Regions from separate parts of the Mus musculus genome. Here region 2 is linked to region 1. A link is a contact called in public Hi-C data. All regions are on one chromosome and are shown on one strand. Each heading gives the region's core, a stretch centred on a gene start, on an enhancer-like site or on the middle of the called end of the contact. The rest is flanking DNA. Distances are from core to core; before and after follow the strand shown.

Region 1 (4,413 bases), core at 760-3,259:
TTCATAGCCATTTCTCTGTCTGGTATAGCTTTGGCGTGCAGCTATTGAAAGCTAGCCAGACTCTGGTTAAAAAACGTTGCAATTCTTGGCCGGTGTTTCTCTCCTTCCAAACGAGGGTGATGTTTCAGGCATAGGAAGTCCTGCCATCCATTTAGGCCCCAGGGAAGAAAAATAGCACAGCCTTTGTGTGTGGCCTTAGGTGGATGGTGAAGTGGGCCTCTGCATACTCACAGAAATAAGTCTGGTGTTTCAGAGAATTGTGAAATGTGTGCAGGCAATGTGTCATCCCAACAACAGTGAGTCAGTCTCCAGGCCCAGGCCCAAAGCTGGCTGCCTTTGCTTTCTAAATAGAAAGTGTATTCCTGGCCAGCCAGGCATTAGCAGAGGAGTGGTGGGTGAGTGAATGGACAGAGAAGCAGAGAAGACGTGCTAGTCCATACATCACAGGTTCCCAGGAAAATCAGGCTCCCCCTTTTCGGCCATCATTGGGAAGAGGGGCCCCTTAGTCTTGCAAACTTTATATGCCCCAGTACAGGGGAATGCCAGGACCAAGAAGTGGGAGTGGGTGGGTAGGGGAGCAGGGCGGGCGGGGGGGTTATAGGGGACTTTTGGGATAGCATTTGAAATGTAGATGAAGAAAATATCCAATAAAAAATTGAAAAAAAGGAAAATTTGTAAAAGAGCATTCTTTTTCCTTCTTTCCTAGTCACTTGAATCTGGTGTGTGTGTGTGTGTGTGTGTGTGTGTGTGTGTGTGTGTGTGTGAACTTTGCCCTTTGTCATTTATTTCAGCCTGAGCTTCCAGAGTGACCTTCCAAAATAAAGCCATAAAACTGCGACACAGTGGCCTAGATGACCTGAATGTGATAATCAGCCTCAATCAAATGGAGTTCAAAATCTCATCTTACCTTCCACTAACACTGTGAGAAGAGACAGAGACAGAGACAGAGACAGAGACAGAGACAGAGACAGAGACAGAGACAGAGACAGAGACAGAGACAGAGGCAGAGGCAGAGGCAGAGGCAGAGGCAGAGGCAGAGGCAGAGGCAGATAGAGACAGAGACAGAGACCAAACACAGAGAACATTCATGCATATGTATGGGTATTATTTGGGTATTACTGAGTAAATTTCCAAGCTCTCTGGAATCTTAGCATCACATTAGCTAAGAGGACCTGTCTGTCATGTATACCAGTGCTGTGTGCATGTGTGTGCATTCATGTATGTGTGCATGTCTGAGGGTACATCACTGGGTTTAAAAAACAATCTCTTTAGAGTCTCTGTCAATTCAAAACAAAACAAAAAACCCCTGCCTGCTCTTTCATGAAGTTTAAAGAAGGTAGCAACACTCACAGCAGGCGAGCATGGCATTCAGATGTCCTTATCTAACAAAAAGATGCTGTAGTTTGGAATGAATGTCCCCAGAGACCTATGTATCTGATACTTGGTCCGCATTCTGTGCTGCAACTGGGAGATCATAGGATGCTGAGGACATAGAAACTTGTGGAAGGAAAGGAGGTCATTGAAGGAGAGATTTGAGACCTGCCCATTTATGACCACAGTGATGTACTGCTATTCCAACACTATCAAATTCTGGACCAACAAGACCAGGGATTGAAACCAGGAACAAAAACAAACGTTTCCCTTTTATAAGTTGACTACTTTGGGTATTTATGTCACAGTGACAGAGAGCTGACTACCAAGAAGAGTCACAGCCTTAACTCCTCTTCATTCTCCAGCCTTCGGGTTGTTCTTTGGGTTGTCCTTCCAGAGAGTTTGAGCACTAGGCAACTTCAGCATCAGCAACAGCAGTAGCTACTACAGCAACTTTACCCCATTTGCTAGGGAAACGGAATATTAAAAGAAGACACACAGGACCCAGGGTCTTGTGTGCCAGCATCGTGGGCAGGCAGGGCTCCCTTTCATCCCTGGCAAACCAGATGCCAGAGTCATGTGGCTTCCACAACACCAGAGGAAGTGATGCAACCACCATCTAGCTTTGGGTCAGCCTGGAGAAAAGTGTTCTGTTACAGCGTGGGTGGTGCTGGCTTTCAGCTCAGCCTGCACCCTCTCCTAAGCCCACAGCAAAAGGGCAAGTAGATCCTGCCTCAGAGCAGACAATGCCCATTCGCCTTGCCCTCTGTAGCACTATCCCAGCCCTTACAGAGGGCTCAGCCAGGCCAGTCATTTCTGGCCATGGTTCACCCTTTCCCTTACCCTTGCTCCAACCCATAAGTTGTCCTCACAACAAACACCTGTTTCTTTTGGCAGGGACCCTGTAAGGTCCAGCCACACACTACTGACTTGATATGCACAAGAAGCAATATAATTGACTTCAATTATAATAACTACATCCATTAAAAAAACCTATGTAATGTTCATTCAGCAACCTAGGTAATGTGCAATTAATGACATTACCATATAAATTGTGCAGTGGGTCACTAATATGCAGATTATGTATAATGTTCAACATCTGTATTAATTATAGCACATGCCAGAAAAGTACGGCACTGAAAACTAGCAGTCCTGTCTTGGTTCTAAACCGTTTTGATTGTGCACGAACTCCTTTTTACGGGGGAGTTTTTTCTTTCATTGGAATATTTGCTTCCAGGTCTTTTATGCAAAGATGACCTTTACTGAGAAAAGAGAAGAAACTCTGAGAATCTCGTTAGAGCTGTGCTTGGGTAAACCTGAGAAGGCTCTGTTAGTTATTGCTCTGGGAACACGACCATCACCCTGAGGACGGAGTTCAGATTTCTGGGTTCTCGCCTAGACTCTGGTGATATTTTCCCTGCCAATCACAGCATGTCCACCAGGACATCCATTATCTTGGAAACAGTCATAATAAGCCTCGATGATGCTTACATTACCAAGACATTAAAGAGATGACCTCACTACAGACACCAGCATGCTTTGCAGATTCGAGACAGTCACAGAATTGAGCTGAGTTCTCAATGGGAAGGCTTCTATTCTTCCCTTTATGTGGCTCATTTGTTTGTGGGCATCAAAGGATTTCAACAACGGATGCCTTCTAAGTGGGTTTTCTTTTCTTTCTTCTTCTTTTGCCATAAATATACTGTTGGCACTATTTGGTGCCTGGAGTTGCCTCCTCCATTTTGCAGAATTTAGAAACTTGAGGGTAAGGCAAGTTAGCCAAGGTTATTCCAAAGAACAAACCTATGTCGGGAAGGAGATGATAGAAAATTGTCAGAGAGGTGTATATCCTAACTCTTACTGTTTCACCCCTGACTTCCATCTCTGTGCCCAGCCTTCACCTCCACAGGTGGGGACAAGCCAGTCTCTGAGCACACATCGCCATCATGTTCTTCTCCCATCACCTGCTGCCCATCAGGAGAGTCCTGATGGACCCACCCCGCACTGATCACCAGTCTAATCTCTAATCTACATTCAACACTCCTGGAAGCATTCAGTGGACCCCAATTTCAGACCAACCACTGTGCCAGCCAGACACATGGATAAAACCAAGCTGGCTGCTGCAGTCCCATCTTCAAGGAGCTCAGAGGCACACCTGCAGTGGAGACTCCAGCAACTTGTCCCTGGACTATGGTTGGCCCCACTTAGCAATTTGCCTGGAGTTTCTGACTCAGCCCCCTCACAGTCTCAAAGACATGCTTCCAATGTACAAAGCCGGTCTAGCGCTCATGCCTCTGCCCTTCCTGGCCCCATCACTTACAAAGTGAAATTGAGGCCCTTCTGTTTTGCACTGAAGTCCCAGGATATACTTCAGTCTCTCCAGCTTCACCTGCTTTGTCACCTGCCACATACCCTAAGGTGACTGGATTTCCTGCCCATTAATTGTCTCCAATACTACAGAGACATTTGCAGTTTCTTCCCTTAAGAAGTGGCACATACTGTCTACTCCCTGAGTATCAGTTAGCCATTAGACGGGTTTAGGTCAATGAGAATCAAGCAAAGGCTCTTTTGCTTCTGGGCTTCTGGATCACCATGTTTAGAGGCCTTATCTAGACTCCTTAGTAATGAACTGAAGAGAAAGGGATAAAAACTGAACCTCCCACATATATAGGTAACATCTTTCCAGAGAATTCAGCCACAGGTAAGCTAACATGAACCCAGTGAACCCACAAAATCCTTTATGAAAGGACCAGGGCTCAGCTGCTACTGCAAAAGGCCCTTGGCTAGGTTTAAGATTAGCCATAGTGTTGGGAAGGAAGCCTAAGTCAGACTCCTTCCCTCCTTCCTTCATTTCTATGGATTGATGCTCTCATCATTTGTCTCTGTATATATATATGCATATGCATATATGATGTATGTGTTCTCTGTGGCAGACTCTGTGATGGGCTCAAGGCAAACACTAATTGATTCAGCTCACTTCTGCCCTGGAGGAGTTGTTCTCAGCCATGTGTGTCTGTGTGTGTGATGTGTCTGTATGTGTGT
Region 2 (4,268 bases), core at 1,301-3,800, 230 kb before region 1:
GATTATAGCCCAGCCACTGCTTTTAATTGGGTTCCGCTGCTGTCATTGGGTGCACAGGAGCCTGACTATGGCCCCTCCAGTCTCTGAGAGGGCATAATTCTGACTGGAACGACACACTTTGGTTTCTGCTGAAGCATGCATAAGCCTAGTGAGTCTACAAACTAAAGAGCGAATAGGGCCCCCCTCCTCCAGCAGTGCTATGAGGGTAGACACATCCTTGTTGACTCCTGGATATAAAGACTTCATAGCAAAGTATATTGTGTTATACCTCATTACTACCATTGGCCTAGGAACAGTGGCCCTATCTCATATGCAGCCATTCACATGGAGGCTGTGTCTGCAAGGTTGGCATGACAGTAGCTCTTTGAACTTTTCTCCTATGGTCATTCCTCTCCTTGAGGCCAAAACCACCTCAGTCCTTTTCTCTCTGCTCCCCACCCCTGGGTTGAGTTATAACCTTGATTTTCTTATCTAAATTGGCTAATCCTGACACTTCAGCTATATTCCTCTTTTTCAGCATGAAAATTAAATTTAAAAAATTGAGAACAACTTTCAAACTATAAAACACTGGAACATCCTACCTTTGTGTGATAAGCCACGATAGCCCACCAGTTCAGTTGGAAAATATTTAGTATCTCTCTGCCAGTTCATGTGTATGGTACCCTGGAAGAAGACAGGGAAAGGTAACCAAATGCAGAGAGAAGTCAATCAATGGTCATTGTGCATTGGGTTGGGTCAAGGTCTGGTCTAGGCTCTTTACTTCCTTTTGCTCATTTCACACTCCTAAGACCTTACAAGAATTTGCTTCTTCTATATCACAAACTACCTCCAAACATTTGTGTTTATACCCTTAGATAGATTCTACTCTTAGCCTAGTCAAAGATGCTTCTCTTTGCAATGAATACAGAAGTGCATGATTGTTCACGATGCTGACAAGCAGTGATGGCTGAGCGATCACCCTAAACCAGGCATTATGTCACCCTCCTGAAGGCTCAGGAAATATCACAGGAGATGATCCAGAAAGTGGAATTTGGGGAGAAGGGTTGGGAAAACCAATGCAATCATGAATACACAGCAGCAACCTGCCATGGACCTGCATAAGATTGAGCCTGTTGACTTTCAGTTACAGACTAGGGAGGGGTTCACAGAGCCCCAACTATCCCTGATGTGCTATTGGCTACTGATAGATTCTGGTGGGGGGGGGGGAGTAAGACACCATCTTCATTTAAGTATCTACTAATAAACCTACCAAGCTCCAATGTGTATTTCCAAATCTATTGGTCCTGGTTAAATTCAGTCTCAACACAAAACAATAATAACAAGAATGACAAGAATTGGGGAAAGGAAATTGCTTTGAGGAAGGGGCTTGGAGGGGAATTCAGAAATGAGAGAGTGAGAATGACAGTAGTCAACAAAGAACAAATTTATAAATGTTTTCCTAAAAAACAAAAACAAAACAAAGGAGTTCTTTAAAAAGAAATCCATCATTTGAAAGAGCAGCTAATGACTTGGAGAGACTGTTCAACCCAAAACCACAAGTCTGTACTACAACACTTTTCATGTGTATTATCTTACTCTATCACTGTGACACATTTCACAGTGGGTTGTATTACCCAGATGGTGGTGAAATCCATCCAGAAAGGCTGAGTAACTTGTCTAATATCACACAGCTCATCAACTGCAGAAAAAGAAATTGACTCAAGCATATACTCCCAAATGTGTTCTATGGATTCAATATGTACCCATAAGCCCTTAATTTATGAAGTCATAAGGTGTATGGACAGCTCTGACAAGGGCCTTCAGAACAACGATATGTGGGGTAGAAAGGTTAGCTTTGGTAAGAGGGTCAAGAAAGCTCCTGCAGAAAGAAGGCACTGAGACACATTGAGATACAGGGTCTGCCATCTAGACTGATTCTTAGGGAGAGAAAGATACTTTCCACTACTCCAGCTGAGTTGCTGACTGCCATGTGAGTTTTAGCTTTTATTGATTGAGCCCCTTTTCTCTGTAGACATCACTATGAGATTATCAAGTAGAAAAGTTAAAGGGGGTAAATCATAGTAGGAATGACTTCTAAACATTCTAAACAATTCTTCTACCATTAAAAAGCAAAGCAAAAAAAGAAAAAAAGAAATAACAATCCCATTGAATAATTATAATTTTGGCCTGTGATAGTATCTTTCTCCCAAATGCCTACTGCTGACACTTCAGCCTCATTATCAACAATGACACAACCTTCTTTGACCCAATTATGATCTACAGATGGAGAAATGGCTTCCATGGAGCCTCTACTGGGCTTTTTCAGATGGGCCATCTAGTGTTGTAGAGAATTAGGGAAAGATTCCTAGAATCTTCCAGCTCTTGGATTTGTTTCTCCTGTCCTAAGAATAGCTAGGGGACTCCTGCTATAAAGCACAGACCTTGGTGGGGCTCGGAGGTATGCCAGCTTTGATACTGTCACATTAAAATAAGCCACTAAATCTGCTCCCAGTGAGGTCCTCCTGCCATTGCACCATGCCAATGAGAGTTACATAACTCTCATTTGAGCAATCTAAAGTCTTGCCTCAAATCAAAGGTTTCACAACTGCATAGCTGATTTGTAGCCTCCTGCATTGCACTGAATTTATTTGTCAGAGGCTGGGGAAGAAACCAGGTCAGCTCCAGAACTAGAGAAAACAAGAATAACTTCTTGAGAACTCACTACACAGGGCAGATCTTGAGATCTGAAGCCAGATGGGTCAGTAGAGTTGAGAGAGGGTGGGAACCAGAGATGGCTTCACACAGGAAATCCTGAACTGAAATTATAGAGTGAATAGTGAGTCTTCAGGAAGGAAGAAGAGAAACAGTTTATTTAAGCAGCGGTAAAGCAAGTGGTAAAGATTTGTAAGAACATACAATGAAACTATGGACTCACCTTGCTATGACTAAGCCCTTTAAAATTCTAGAGTAGCATTGTAACACAGTAGAATTATTGACAAGTCACCCTACCAACTCTTGGGCATCTGAGCTGCTCCCCAAGGATTTAGATGCATAATATGCAGTGTCCTCTTGGAAGAGTGACTGAAATTTTCACAACCATTGAGATCCAATTGAAATAGAGATCAGGGAGGTTCCCCCCAACTCCAACTTCTGTGATGGTTACTCAGGTAAGACTGAAATTCATCTTGGGCCAGCCATAAGATCCAACCCTTCTTAAAGGGTTGCAGTTGGTGACTAATAAAGAGGACATGTTCTGAGAATAATGGATAGCTGTGCTCGCTCCTTAAACATTTTCTCATTCCCTAAAAGGCAGAGAGGTTAAGTCACCTGAGAGAGAAATTAAGTTGGAGCCATACTGCCTAAGATGCATGTACCAGCAATGTTCATGGGAACTTGAGGAAGTGCCTCCCCAGGCTTTTTCTGTGTCGTGGTCTCTGCTACTATTATGTAAAAGAAAGTCCATATCCGTGGATCTGCTCTTAATTAGGTCAGGGACTTATTTACAAAGCCTTCCAGTGATCGGATGTCACTTTGGAGCCTGAGATGTGCTAATGTTGCTGCTGCAATCCCTCAGCCCAGAACAGCAGCCCCACGGGCACCACATGGCAGCCCATGTTGTTGTTAGCGATTACTCAATAATAATGAAAATAATCAATAATCACTAACATGTGGCTATTGCTTTGGTTTTTAATGAGTACTTTCCACATATGAAATTTCCTCTATTGTTTATAAGATCAGTTTCAGATAAATATACCTAACAATACCTCTGCTTCACAAATAAGGAAATTTAGCCTCAAAAAGATTGGGTAAATTGCAACCTATCATATAGTTAGTGGGACAAGGCAAAGATGCCCAGGCAGCTCACTCCGACTCTAAAGCCCATTGGATTCTTCAATGTGTTTGCTATTAAAGTCTTCTGAAGTTGTGCAAAATAATACTCTTTGGTCCTCAACCCTGTGCTCCTCAGTCCTGTCATTAGACTATCCTTTTGCTCAAATTGAACTGCTCATCTTGGGAAAAGACTGGGGTTTTTTGTTCAGCCCCTAAGCAGTAAGCCACACATATATACTCAATAGGCTGGAATTCTCTGTGCAAAGTGTTTGAAAGCACTCTTATCTCTCAGTGGGACCACCACTATGTCCTTGCTCAACACTGTCTCCAGAGGGAGGGAGGGAGCTGACAAGTGAGAGATGCCTAGGATGAACCACTCAGGTTATAATGAGCATCATTATTCTTCACAACAGAGACTTCAGATTCCAAGAAACAGGAAACACACATGAGGTCACAGA

Evidence for each region. A called contact is a pair of places that touch in the nucleus more often than the background predicts.
Region 2: a Hi-C map of 3T3-L1-derived adipocytes shows a contact between it and region 1, with 2.7 times the contacts expected there. The contact joins two enhancer-like sites. A contact is called at or near these places in 1 of 39 promoter capture datasets (the 3T3-L1 cell line) and 1 of 484 Hi-C or Micro-C datasets (3T3-L1-derived adipocytes).

The regions. Positions count from the first base shown.
Region 1 is chr4:55,728,062-55,732,474 of GRCm38.p6, reverse strand. No RefSeq gene overlaps it. Among named protein-coding and RNA genes, the nearest start is that of Gm12511, 160 kb to the right of the region's middle. Within about 2 kb of position 2,009, at least 57 of the 459 cell types and tissues checked have an H3K27ac peak or open chromatin away from gene starts, as enhancers often do. A contact at or near this core is called in 3T3-L1-derived adipocytes, where this site is marked.
Region 2 is chr4:55,958,528-55,962,795 of GRCm38.p6, reverse strand. No RefSeq gene overlaps it. Among named protein-coding and RNA genes, the nearest start is that of Gm34482, 7.3 kb to the right of the region's middle. Within about 2 kb of position 2,550, at least 26 of the 459 cell types and tissues checked have an H3K27ac peak or open chromatin away from gene starts, as enhancers often do. A contact at or near this core is called in 3T3-L1-derived adipocytes, where this site is marked.